Regions from separate parts of the Xenopus tropicalis genome. Here region 2 is linked to region 1. A link is a contact called in public Hi-C data. All regions are on one chromosome and are shown on one strand. The core of a region is the stretch at or near the end of the contact, and the rest is flanking DNA. Distances in the headings are between cores, read along the strand shown. Region 1 holds the start of mcm6.2 (minichromosome maintenance complex component 6). Region 2 overlaps tmbim1 (transmembrane BAX inhibitor motif containing 1).

Region 1 (6,659 bases), core at 1,453-3,952:
CTGTGTGTACTTAAACTGCTGCTCCACATCCCTCACCAAGGTCTGGCAGTCCAAGCAAAGGAAGGTCCCACTGACCAGTTCCGGATGGACTGGGTGAGTCCGAACCACTTGACCGCTGATCCGCAGCAGAGATCCGATGCGAGGGGTCGTCAGCTCTCGGATTCTAGAACACAGTAGGTTGGAAAAGTAGAAAAGTTGTATCAGCAAACTAGACATCTTTTTAAATTGTAAGCTCTTTTGGGCAGGGTCCTCTTTACCTCTTAATGTATACATTAATGTACTGTACAGGGTTATGGAATATGTTTATAAATGTTTTAATAATAACAAAGATAGTCAACTAGAGGCCTCCCACTTTGTAACCCCCTCCCTCTTTATTCTAATTAAAATGTATCCTGACTCTTACTTATGTCGAGTGGGCAGATCCTGGAAGGCAACGTAGAATTCCTTGTTCTGTGGAACGTTTCCATGATCGCGGGCAAAGGCTTTCACTGCTCGACAGAGGTACGGATACACCCTAAAGGGAAGGAAAAGACAATCACCATGTTTAATACCAGTATAAAAGATGGACGCCCAGAGATGGAACCCGGGCTGAGGGGGTGGTTCCTCGGGTTCATACAGGAGGGATAATATCTGTTCTCACCTGTAGAACTCCTCCTGGATGGTTGTAGCGAGCTGCTGGTTAAACTGCTCCAAGTCGATGAAGCTGACGAGCAGCGTGTTCCTCTCCGGCCTGATGAGTTCCTCTGCGTCACTCTGGTACTTCAGCTCCCCGTCGCTACCCCGGAATCTACAGGCAAGTGAGGCCAGTTGTTAGAAATGTATACAAACAAGTGATCATTTTGTATTAACAAAATTAAATTACTTTGTCCAACAGCACCGTGTTTGCTTTGTATCTGTTCCATAACTGGAATCACTTGTGCCTAAAGCAGAGCACAGAGGCCTGGGTAACATCACCTTATACACAGCCTGTACTCCATATTTATTTTGTATCTGATGCAGAAGCCCAACAACCTTCTGTAAGCAGTTCTATGTGGCGAGAGGGAAGCAGGGACAGACCCACAGCTCCGGGCATTGTAATAAAGTGGACAAACCTCCTCCAAGAAGTGGAGATTGCTTTTACTCACCCAGCAAGGGAATTATACTAGGGGTGCTGAGCATTTTGGGGAAAACAAGTTGATATAGATAGGGTGAATGTCTAATAAACCCAGTGCAAGCAGACTAGGCTGGAAGGGCTATCAGCACTTATAAACTAAACCCTACTCAGGAAGCAATGCAGCCAGCACATTACTACCTCAGTCTGTGTTTACTAAAGGGGGGCAACAACCTACAAACATAACCCCACCCAAAGGTGTTAGTAAGTGTGTTACTATTGTCACCTGTCACTTTACACACCTACATTAACTCTAACACCATGCTAGTTACCCTGACCTTATGTCTCACCCCTCCCTTTTAGAATGTAAGCTCTTGTGAGCAGGGCCCTCCCCCTAGTGCCTCAGATGCTCATCCAATGTAACTGCAAACCATTTTTGTGAATAGTTTATATGTACATGTTAACTGTTATGTCTTTTGTACCCCTCTGTTGTGTAAAGCTCTGCACAAATTGATGGCACTATATAAATAATAATGTGTATGTCCCCAAAATCTATTACACTTCCCTGCAAAGGCTGAATTTAAGCAACCCGATGGCTTCCAGAAATTATTTTACATGTAACTAAACATTGCTTTGTGACAGTGTCTGTTTTCATATTGTCCTTACTCTTGTTACACTGAACAGGCACTTCCAGATTCAGACTCACAGGGAAACAGATCCAAAGTGAGATCCAAATACCAAGAGGCCCAATAAGTACTGGCGGCCTGTAGGGACCTTATATACCTAATAGCAGCCCCCAGGGCATTGGCCAGAATACAGCCTAGGCCTGCAAGTGCTTTATATGTAAGTTAGGGCTGGAGGAGGGACAAATCAGGTGACAGGGAGACTGCACATAGGGACAAGGGCAGGATGTATAAGGCACAGTAGAAAGAAAGCAGACAGGTAGAAAGCCTTTATTAGCAGAATACATATGATATATTGTATATTTAAAGAAAGAATTATACACAGTACTGTGCAGGTTACACAGACTCACTATACAACTTACAGACACCAACTCCCAGCATCCTCTCTGGCACTGCAGCCTTACAAGGAATACCCTGTGCCGCACAGACTGCTGGGTACAAGATGCAGACTGAATGCAGCCGGGGGCACAACATGGGAGACAGGAATGCCCCCCCAGTCACCCACCTCTATATACCCCGGGCATTATACACATCTGGGCCCCAAATACCCCAGGGCAATGCCTACCTACCCCAGGGCAATACCTACCTACCCCAGGGCAATGCCTACCTACCCCAGGGCAATGCCTAGAGTTATAGTACAACAAGTGGGGGGGGGGCAGTACATACCTAACCTACTTACTGACAGCCCCCCGGCCCTACCCTTTAACCTGCCCCCCTAGACACTTATATTAACTCTACCGCCGCCGCTGGTTCCCCGGTCCCCGCACTCACTCCTCCAGGAAGTCCTGGAACAGCTTCTGGCACTTCTCAGACACCTCATCCTTAACCGTTTGGGTTCCGGCTGCCGCGGCGGCGCTCTGGGAAGGATCTACCAGGTCCATGTTGCTCTCACCGATAAGAACACTGCAGCCGCTCACTCACAATGCCGGATTTTCCCCGCGAACTAAGATCACGTGTTCCCGTTTCGCGCCAGTGGTTAACCAATGCCGTAGCGGCGCTCTGCATTTTCGCGCCACACTGCCACCAATCGGACTGCGTCCTGTACAAGAGGGGCGGGAACTGGAGGGTTTCACAGGATGCGAGGAATGGTAAACTTCAATACGCAGCGCCACCCAGTGGCGAGAATGATATTATATTTCTATGTTGTGCTGCAGCCCCATGTGAAAATCCTGAGGCAAATTGTATGGGAGGAGGCGGGGCTTCTGTGGAGCTGAGGTGTTGGCCAACCTTTCTTTAACCAGTCAGGTTGGGAGGCGGATTGTATTGCATATTGCATGGCTATACAGAAATCAGTGCAGTCTGCAGCGTACAACTTAGTGATTTTACTATTACTACACGAAGTTTTGTGTTTAATATATAATCAGAAGGTATAAAGCAGTAGCCTAAAATGGCCGGGCTATGAGTGGCTCTGGGAGTGTGGGAAAGGGATTGGCACCTCTTACTTACCCTTTAACAATATGACAATTAACAAATATGTACAAATACTTACATGTACCCTGTAAATACTGGGGATACCCTGATCTATTTACCCCAGGGAAGCTGCCAATTGAAAGGGGCGGTTCACTTTTACCATGTTATAGAATGGCCAATTCTAAGCAACTTTTCAATTGGTCTTCATTATTTATTTGTTAGAGTTTTTTTTAATTATTTGCCGCCATCTAACTTTTTACATTATTGAAACAGGGGCCAAAAAACCTATTGCTCCTCAAGGCTACAGTTTTATTGTTATTGTTACTTTTTGTAGCTTTCTTTTCTATTTAGGCCCGTGCCTATACATATACCATTCTCTCATCCAAACCGCTCCTTGGTTGCTAAGCTAACTTGGACCCTAGCAACCAGCCACTGAAACTCCAAGATGCAGAGCTCCTGAACAAAAAGTGAAATAACTAAAAAAAACTACAAATAATAAAAAACGAAGACCAATCGCAAATTGTCTCTATCCTACTAAAAAGTAACTCAGCAGATTTTACTCCGTACCTTTACTTACACTTTGTAGGGATTCTGTGCCCAAGTTGTGTATTCTGTACAGCTCATTGGCACACATGGCACTGAAGGATGAATAGGGGTGTTTATGCCATTATGGGATACTGGGAAAGGGGTGACTGGTTCAGCAATATATACAATTGCCCTTACTGGTAATACTGGGGCTTTTAGAAGCAGCCAAAAGCACCATGAAGCAGAAAGGGGCCAGTTTGTGTCTTTTATTGTTACAGAGACCCAGCGCTTCTCACTTACCCAGTGGCCAGGCCCACAGTACCGACAGCGGCACTAATAAGCCCAATATATAAATATATGTGCCCAATATACAGTATTTATGTCTGTTCCACTCCATGGAGCTGTAAGTAAATCTCAGTGAATCAGAGCTGCTGCCCAACCCATTAGTCTGATACGTCTGCCCAACACTGTCACTAACCCAACCAAATGTAGCACAACTTAGCCAACAGGGGGATCTCTCCCTACTATACCTGCTATCCCACAGCCCCAGTCCCTTCCCAGAGGCTATTATCCCCCCACTGCTACTATAGGCACCATCCCTCCCTACTATACCTGCTATCCCACAGCCCCAGTCCCTTCCCAGAGGCTATTATCCCACTGCTACTATACGCACCATCTCTCCCTACTATACCTGCTATCCCACAGCCCCAGTCCCTTCCCAGAGGCTATTATCCCACTGCTACTATAGGCACCATCTCTCCCTACTATACCTGCTATCCCACAGCCCCAGTCCCTTCCCAGAGGCTATTATCCCCCCACTGCTACTATAGGCACCATCTCACCCTACTATACCTGCTATCCCACAGCCCCAGTCCCTTCCCAGAGGCTATTATCCCCCCACTGCTACTATAGGCACCATCTCTCCCTACTATACCTGCTATCCCACAGCCCCAGTCCCTTCCCAGAGGCTATTATCCCCCCCACTGCTACTATAGGCACCATCTCTCCCTACTATACCTGCTATCCCACAGCCCCAGTCCCTTCCCAGAGGCTATTATCCCCCCACTGCTACTATAGGTACCATCTCTCCCTACTATACCTGCTATCCCACAGCCCCAGTCCCTTCCCAGAGGCTATTATCCCCCCACTGCTACTATAGGCACCATCTCTCCCTACTATACCTGCTATCCCACAGCCCCAGTCCCTTCCCAGAGGCTATTACCCCCCCACTGCTACTATAGGCACCATCTCTCCCTACTACCTGCTATACCACAGGCATATTTATTTATATTAGATCTTTGCTTTTGTTTTCCAACTTGTAGGCGACCATTAAAATCTAATTGGTTGCTAGGGGCTTACACACTATAATAAATATGCCCCAATGTGTAAATGTTGATCCCACCCGTATCGATGCGACGCTCAGAGATCAGCAATTTGCAGGACATTGAAAGTAACCAACATGAAACATCTGTGATTTTAGCAATTGCAAGTAAGATGGGGTCTCCCCAGGGTGCAAGATCCCCCCACTGAGCTTCTGAAGGAAGACCAATCGCAGGCTGCACGGTAGAAGACTAACCTTTATTCAGTGCATTAATACAACTAAGACGCACTCCCCGGCAGTCTATGCTCCCATTAGTCAATCACAGTGTTATTATTAATTAGCAGCCGAGCTGTAGAACAGTGATTATAAAGTTAACCTATTAAATGCCGCTTATAAAAAAGACATTAATCAATTTGATTGTGGAAACATGTTAATCTGTGTTGCTAGGGGGGATGTTAGGGGACAACAGAGCGTCCTTAGTCACATGGCACTGTAAGGCAACGGAGAGTGCAGCATATTTCTGTTTCTGGCCGGTAGCCTCTGACTCCTATTGGGCCCCGTAGGTTTCTCAGGGGGTCAGTCGCTTGGGGTCACGTGGGAACATGGAGGTCTGACGGACGTTGTGCAGCCCTAAGTACAGCATGGTGACACGCTCCAGACCTGTAACACAAGCAAACGTGCTCAGTATTTGCCTTGCAACGGCGACATCTACTGGTAAAGGATAGAATAAAACAATAATAACAAATATATAAACTGCTAAGACTATGGGCAGATATATTATATATATCAAATAATAATATATCAAAATAAATAATGCTTACTGTCAGTTTGGTATAGCTTAAATACCATTCTGTGCGGAGGGGTGTTAGAGCTCAGTGACGGCGCTGAACTCTAACACCCCTCTAAATGGCGGGGATTCACTGCACATTGCAAGGAGAGGCTTAGGAACTTGAACAGTGTTACTGCTGGGTAAAAAGTCCAGTGTAATATAAAGCTGGGGGTAAAGTACCTATGCCACCGCCGGCGTGGGGAGGGGCCCCGAAGCGGAAGGAGTCGATGTAGGCCTTGATTTTCTCCAAGTCTGTGAAAAGAAAAGACACACAATGAGAGATACAAGTTAAAATAAAGGCTCACAAGTGGCCATTTTTATTTCTTCCAATTTTTAAAACATTATTTACCCTTTTTCCACTTTCTGATGGGGGGGTCACCGACCCTGACAACCAGAAACCTACTGCTCTGTGAGGCTACAAATGAATTATGTTTTATTCCTTATCTTTCTATCAGCTCCTCTCCTACCCACCTTCCTCTCTCTCTCACCCCACTGAGAGCGCCGGACAAGCAGCTAAATAATTCAAACCCCAAGGTACCAGGGCAGGTAAAGGGCAAGTAAAAGCTGCAGTAGTGGGGCTGCCCACCATCGTATCATTGCGCCATTTATACGGCAGATATCGCTTACCAATGGCATGGTGTGTGGCCCTCTCGGTGAGCAGCTGGGGATCATGGACTCTCTGGGCTCCAGACAAGATCTCCTCCCCTCTCATGAACATATCGTAGGAGTTGGAGTATTTCTGTGGAACGATATTGGCAGATACTAATATTATGCACACTGCAGTAAAAGCATCACTGTATC
Region 2 (6,659 bases), core at 1,977-4,476, 39 kb before region 1:
TTTTATTCAGTGTATATATATATAATATAATTTTTTTTGAAATATTGGAAACATTATTAGTTTCCCTGATGCATAGGTTTTGTTTGCATGTTTATTTGTACCTGAGGAATACTGTTAATGGCATACTGTTATAATGGCATTTTTTGCCTCCAGTATGGCTGTCAGAAAGGGACAATAAACTGTCAGGTCCTCCTGGAAGGGCCTAATTCACACTAGAGGGGTGCAGTAATAATCAGTTGGGTAACAAGGCCAGGAGGTTCCAGGCTGCTCTAATTACATGTATTAATGCTGACTTTGTTATGAGCTAAGTGGGTATTTCTGCAGTTTGATTGGTGGTAAAGTTGAGAGGAAAGCAAACCGGTTGGGAATGAAAAGACTAATGTGCCCCTTGGGGAGTAATTATACGTGGATGTACAACTGTGTCACTGCTGGGGAGCTCACATGAAAAATAAAAGATGTCACCTAGAGGTAATTAGCAATAGTAAGGAGAATAGAGCCATTGTCTCTGCTCATCGGGGAATAATGGGAACAGTGCTGACACACTGTAGCTCCAGTGCTAAGACTGCTGGGTCTGAGTGCTGCTGGTTTGTGTTATGTCCTTGTAATTCCAAACTTTCCCCATTCCTGGAGACATACATTTTTTTTTCAACATTTGTATTCATTTACCCAGTTCCTGCAAATAGATATTTTTTGGCAGCAAATGTCCTGTTTTATATAAGGGGGGTCGTTCTATAGTAGGAACCATGAATAGAATTTGCCCTATTGCCCTATTTCAGGTTCCATGGCCTATATAATTTGTAGTAGTGTCTCTGAGGCAAACAATTGTAAATGTTACTTTGCCAGGGCTTGAAAACCTACATTATTTATGAATTGGAAACTGTAGGAATCCCTTGCTCTGTTGCCTGAGCACTGCCACATTTAATAGATCTAGTATTGAGTCACTGACTAGTTAAACTGGTATTTATATTTCATATGAAACATGAAGTTAAAAAAGAGGAAATCCTCCACTTATCTGTACATAATATTTACAAATAAATAGTTGTCAAATGGACTGTGGAGTTTTATTTTTTTTTTTTTAACACCATAAAGTGATATTGTAATGTATTTGCTATTATAAAGCACTAATGGAAAGTTGTTCTGCATGACACCCCTTATCCCTTTATAAACAGCATAATTTGATCACATTTAGTTAATGAGCTCTGTACAAACAATCCGCTCCCTTCCCTCAGCCGAAGCCTGTGTTGGGCTTTGAGATAAGGAGCAGCTTATTATACAGCTGTCTTATCTGTAGATTACAAATTTGTAACTAGTAATTTGTTACTACTCAAAGAGTGAATCGACAGAACAGGAAGTGAGGCAGGAAATTAGAAAGTGAAACTGGTTTCATCTCCCTCTTTAGTGCAAGAAATAACTATATATACTAAAACAATATAGTCCGTATATTCAGCACAAGCCCTATTGATTGAGTTCATATTGAAGAAGGGGGATATACTGCCCCTTTTAAATACTAAAACTATTGTATTCTACAGAGCATATCTATTATGTGCAATGCAAATGTGTGCCCTATTGAATGGCAGCCCCTATGGCTACACAGCAGCTTCTTTTCATAAACTATGTTTACATTTTTGAGGCAAATACCCAGTTTGTACCAGTGAAGAGTAACAGAGTACAGGTATGGGATCCCTTATCTGGAAACCCGTTATCCAGAAAGTTCCGAATTACGGAAAGGCCTTCTCCCATAGACCCATTATAAGCAAATAAATCTAATTTTTACAAATTATTTCCTTTTTCCCTGTAATAATAAAACAGTACCTGTACTTGATCCCAACTAAGATATAATTACCCCTTACTGGGGGCAGAACAGCCCTATTGGGTTTATTTAATGGTTAAATGATTCCCTTTTCTCTGTAATAATAAAACAGTACCTGTACTTGATCCCAACTAAGATATAATTACCCCTTATTGGGGGCAGAACAGCCCTATTGGGTTTATTTAATGGTTAAATGATTCCCTTTTCTCTGTAATAATAAAACAGTACCTGTACTTGATCCCAACTAAGATATAATTACCCCTTATTGGGGGCAGAACAGCCCTATTGGGTTTATTTAATGGTTAAATGATTCCCTTTTCTCTGTAATAATAAAACAGTACCTGTACTTGATCCCAACTAAGATATAATTACCCCTTATTGGGGCAGAACAGCCCTATTGGGTTTATTTAATGGTTAAATGATTCCCTTTTCTCTGTAATAATAAAACAGTACCTGTACTTGATCCCAACTAAGATATAATTGCCCCTTATTGGGGGCAGAACAGCCCTATTGGGTTTATTTAATGGTTAAATGATTCCCTTTTCTCTGTAATAATAAAACAGTACCTGTACTTGATCCCAACTAAGATATAATTACCCCTTATTGGGGGCAGAACAGCCCTATTGGGTTTATTTAATGGTTAAATGATTCCCTTTTCTCTGTAATAATAAAACAGTACCTGTACTTGATCCCAACTAAGATATAATTACCCCTTATTGGGGGCAGAACAGCCCTATTGGGTTTATTTAATGGTTAAATGATTCCCTTTTCTCTGTAATAATAAAACAGTACCTGTACTTGATCCCAACTAAGATATAATTAACCCTTATTGGGGGCAGAACAGCCCTATTGGGTTTATTTAATGGTTAAATGATTCCCTTTTCTCTGTAATAATAAAACAGTACCTGTACTTGATCCCAATTAAGATATAATTACCCCTTATTGGGGCAGAACAGCCCTATTGGGTTTATTTAATGGTTAAATGATTCCCTTTTCTCTGTAATAATAAAACAGTACCTGTACTTGATCCCAACTAAGATATAATTACCCCTTATTGGGGGCAGAACAGTCCTATTGGGTTTATTTAATGGTTAAATGATTCCCTTTTCTCTGTAATAATAAAACAGTATCTGTACTTGATCCCAACTAAGATATAATTACCCCTTATTGGGGGCAGAACAGTCCTATCTCAGTGTGTTCTCTCTGTCTCTGGTAGGTGGATTTTACGTCCTGCGCAGGGTTGTTTGCTGTTTTGGGAATCGTCATGTTCGTGACAGGAATCGTTACAGCCATCGTCTTGGCCTTTAAATATGTAAGTGAACCAAATGGCTTGGGCAAGGCCCTGAATGGAACAAGGGAGGGGAGGGCACACCCACTGCTGTGGGAAACACTGCATAACTCTGCTGTGGGAGCGGCTGATGTGTGACGGGAAGGGGTGTGTGGAGTCAGCTGAAGCAGAGAGAAGCAGAGAGCAGTGTGACTGTGGCTGTTGGATATGATGAGGGGGGAGCATAAGGGGGAACTGTCACAGCCATACAGGTTGCACCCAAACTGCGTTGGATAATTTAATCTCCACAAAAGGGTTTATTTGTCTTCTAGTTCTACACATATTAAATGGTTAGTTGGCTCCCTTCTCCTGACATTTTCCAACCCTAGTGAAAACAGTTCAGCCATGTTGGAAATTCAGGAATGATGGAAACAGCTCAGTCATGCCGACTCATGCTGGGACGTCCCTGACTGACATCAACTCCCTCAGATTATGGGTCACAACATTAATGGCTGCTTATTTCAGGAGGCTTTAGTCAGGGACTCTGTGAATAATGTGAGGTAAATTCTCCCCACAATTACCCAGGGAATAGGTTATTTAATGGAATCTGTCACTTTGGCATATGATGGTATATATGGGCACCTATTGGCATTACTGTTATGAAATATACAGAGGGTAATACTGCCAGAATCAAAAAGTCATTAAGCCTCTCAGCAAATTGAATAGGGCTGTTTTACAGGACAATAATCGTATATATTTCCCTGAAAAGAATAATTAGGCATGACGTTCCATATACTGAAATATGTGTGGAAAGCGATGCTGTTAGTCGCTACTGGAGAAAGCTGTATGTTTACTAACCCCCCCCCCCCAGCTTTGTGTAAGGTGCCAATAGTTATAATAAGGTCTGTCAGTTAGAGGAATGGCTTCCCATACTTGCAGGGTATCTGTGTATATAGACAGGAAGGCAGCTGCTCAAAACAGCCCTGTGTTTACAAGATAAATTACATGGAGCCCTGGAACAAAATGGTGTCTGTGATTCAAGACATTATCGCTGACACCTGGTGGCCACTCCATGTACTGCGGATAAATGGAAACATTGCACGTTCCTTCATTTAGAATTCCAAATAGCAATGTTACCACAATACAGGGACATATGTATATATTTTAAAAGTATATTTGTATTGATTAAATACACAAGTTAAATATGCAATTCTTAAAATGAATGTTTCTTATGGGGCATCATGTGGGGAAGAAGCAGTCACTGCAATGTGTTTGTGTTCTAGGTGTACTGGCTACACATGCTGTATGCTGCACTCGGAGCAATCGTCTTCACTCTGGTTAGTACTGTCAGCCATTTTGTGTGTGGGGAGAAGGGGGTTGTGAATAATTCATACTTGTACATATGATATTCCTAATCCATGTAAGACTTGGGTCTTCAAGTTAAAGGATAAAATGTGTCTTCAGTATGTTCCACATCCTAGGATGTTTATCAGTAATATATCTAATATATAATGTACCCCCCACTATGAAGTATCAGGATTTTAAAAGTCACTGAGGGGTTCTGTGCCCATATAAAGGCACAAGGCTGCAGGCTGAGTTATACAGGGAACTCTGAGTATCACTCATGTATTATAAGGGATAATGTACCCCCTACTGTAAATGATAAGGATATTAGCAGTCACTGAGGGGTTCTGTGCCCATATAAAGGCACAAGGCTGCAGGCTGAGTTATACAGGGAACTCTGAGTATCACTCATGTATTATAAGGGATAATGTACCCCCTACTGTAAATGATAAGGATATAAGAAGTCACTGAGGGGTTCTGTGCCCATATAAAGGCACAAGGCTGCAGGCTGAGTTATACAGGGAACTCTGAGTATCACTCATGTATTATAAGGGATAATGTACCCCCTACTGTAAATGATAAGGATATTAGCAGTCACTGAGGGGTTCTGTGCCCATATAAAGGCACAAGGCTGCAGGCTGAGTTATACAGGGAACTCTGAGTATCACTTATAAGGGACAATGTACCCCCTACTTGCAAATTATAAGGATTCTTCGTATGCCACTAGGAAATATTCTCTGATTTCCTGTTTGTCTTCTTTTCCAACAGTTCCTTGCGTTTGACACTCAGCTGGTGATTGGAAACCGGAAGCACACTATCAACCCCGAGGAGTATGTCTATGGCGCCCTTAAGATTTACACCGACATTGTGTACATCTTCCTGAACCTGCTGCAGATTATCGGCAGCCGGACGTAAACACGAGCAAATTCCTTGGGAATGATAACACCCCCCTCCCTCCTCCTGTCTCTCTTATGGATAATGCCTCCCCCTTTACCTCTAGTCTAACTTTGCCTTAGCTGAGGGATCTGACATCTTCAGAGGTACCCCCATTTGTCTGGGGGTCCCAGCTCCTGTGCTGTCTTTTCCAGCTCCTTTTCTCCATTCACCCCTCCATTTCTATACCAGGGGTCACACCATTTTCATTATTTTCCATGTGGAATTATTTCCCTTTCTTATGTATCTGAGGCAGGCACAGAGCATGCTGGGAGATGTAGTTACTGTTAACATAATTGCAACTCTATTCTGTGATGCCACAAATGTATTTTCAGAACATTCCAAATGCATTTTAGTTGCCAGCTCAGTTAAACCGGCCGGAATAGTGGTTCCCTAACAGTGGCACTAATGCCATAATAACCCATAATCCCTTGCCCCCTGCTTGATTATTGCCCATATAGAGAGGCATCTTCTGTAAAGAGTCTGCAGGTCCCTCTTGCTTATTGTGCCCAAACAACATAAAGGGGAAGTTTAATTTTCTTTATTTTAGTTCATTGTTGTTGCAGAAGGGAGCAGTCTAAGCAACGTTGCAGATGGTCTTTGTTTTTAAATATTGTGTTGTTTTTTTTTAGTTATTTGCTTTTCTATTCTGGCTGTTTTCAAAGTGAAGCTTAGGCTGCTGTGCTGTTGCAATGGTCGGTGACTGTAACAATGGAAAGCAAACTGATCATGAGATTTTAATTTTTTTTAAAGTCTTTCTGTTCAGGGGCACTTTTATCCATACTTTGTTCTGGTAGAGAAATGCCTTATTGCCTGGGTCTGTTGGTTTTATTGCCAAACTGGAAAGCCGCCTAGCTAAAAGTACAATTTAAGTTAAACTTCCCCTTTAAAATCAGCTGCTGTTTAATGGCATAAGCCAAGCCTTGCACTCTGTATATAATGTATGTTTACTATATATTCCTCTGATACAGTTTTTCTTGGGGGTCCTCTGCCAGTAGCTCACATACCACCCTGGCTGGGTACCTGTGGCCCCAATACTGTTTTATATGTGAGAGTTCTAGGCCCACGGATTGATCTGCCAGGGGAGGAATATAAAGCGCTGTTCTGGGGCCCGAGGACTGACTTTGTTTACTGTTATATGTGCATACGAGGTGCTGCCCTGTTACACGGACGCAAGTAGAATTCTAGTCCCTTTCTGTTCTTTAACAGGCACTTTGCATCCCACCCTCCCCACAGCAAGTCTGAATTCTGGGGTCACCCCATTAGTGCTTGAACAGAGAGATTCTGGTCTGTAAGTGGTTTATT

Evidence for each region. A called contact is a pair of places that touch in the nucleus more often than the background predicts.
Region 2: a Hi-C map of liver shows a contact between it and region 1, with 2.5 times the contacts expected there. The contact joins the enhancer-like site here to the promoter of mcm6.2 in region 1. A contact is called at or near these places in 3 of 5 Hi-C or Micro-C datasets (brain, liver and neurula embryo).

Annotation. Positions count from the first base shown.
Region 1 is chr9:82,077,365-82,084,023 of UCB_Xtro_10.0, reverse strand. It overlaps mcm6.2 (minichromosome maintenance complex component 6), which reads right to left and starts at 2,702. Exons shown (of 17, transcript NM_204062.1): 1 at 2,545-2,702; 2 at 641-787; 3 at 404-514; 4 at 1-163. The coding sequence starts at 2,654. It overlaps dars1 (aspartyl-tRNA synthetase 1), which reads right to left. Exons shown (of 18, transcript NM_203975.1): 16 at 6,486-6,597; 17 at 6,039-6,110; 18 at 5,271-5,689. The coding sequence ends at 5,598.
Region 2 is chr9:82,117,273-82,123,931 of UCB_Xtro_10.0, reverse strand. It overlaps tmbim1 (transmembrane BAX inhibitor motif containing 1), which reads left to right. Exons shown (of 12, transcript NM_001030497.2): 10 at 3,027-3,122; 11 at 4,361-4,414; 12 at 5,190-5,463. The coding sequence ends at 5,336. Among named protein-coding and RNA genes, the nearest start is that of tmbim1, 17 kb to the left of the region's middle. Within about 2 kb of position 3,226, at least 7 of the 11 cell types and tissues checked have an H3K27ac peak or open chromatin away from gene starts, as enhancers often do. A contact at or near this core is called in liver and neurula embryo, where this site is marked.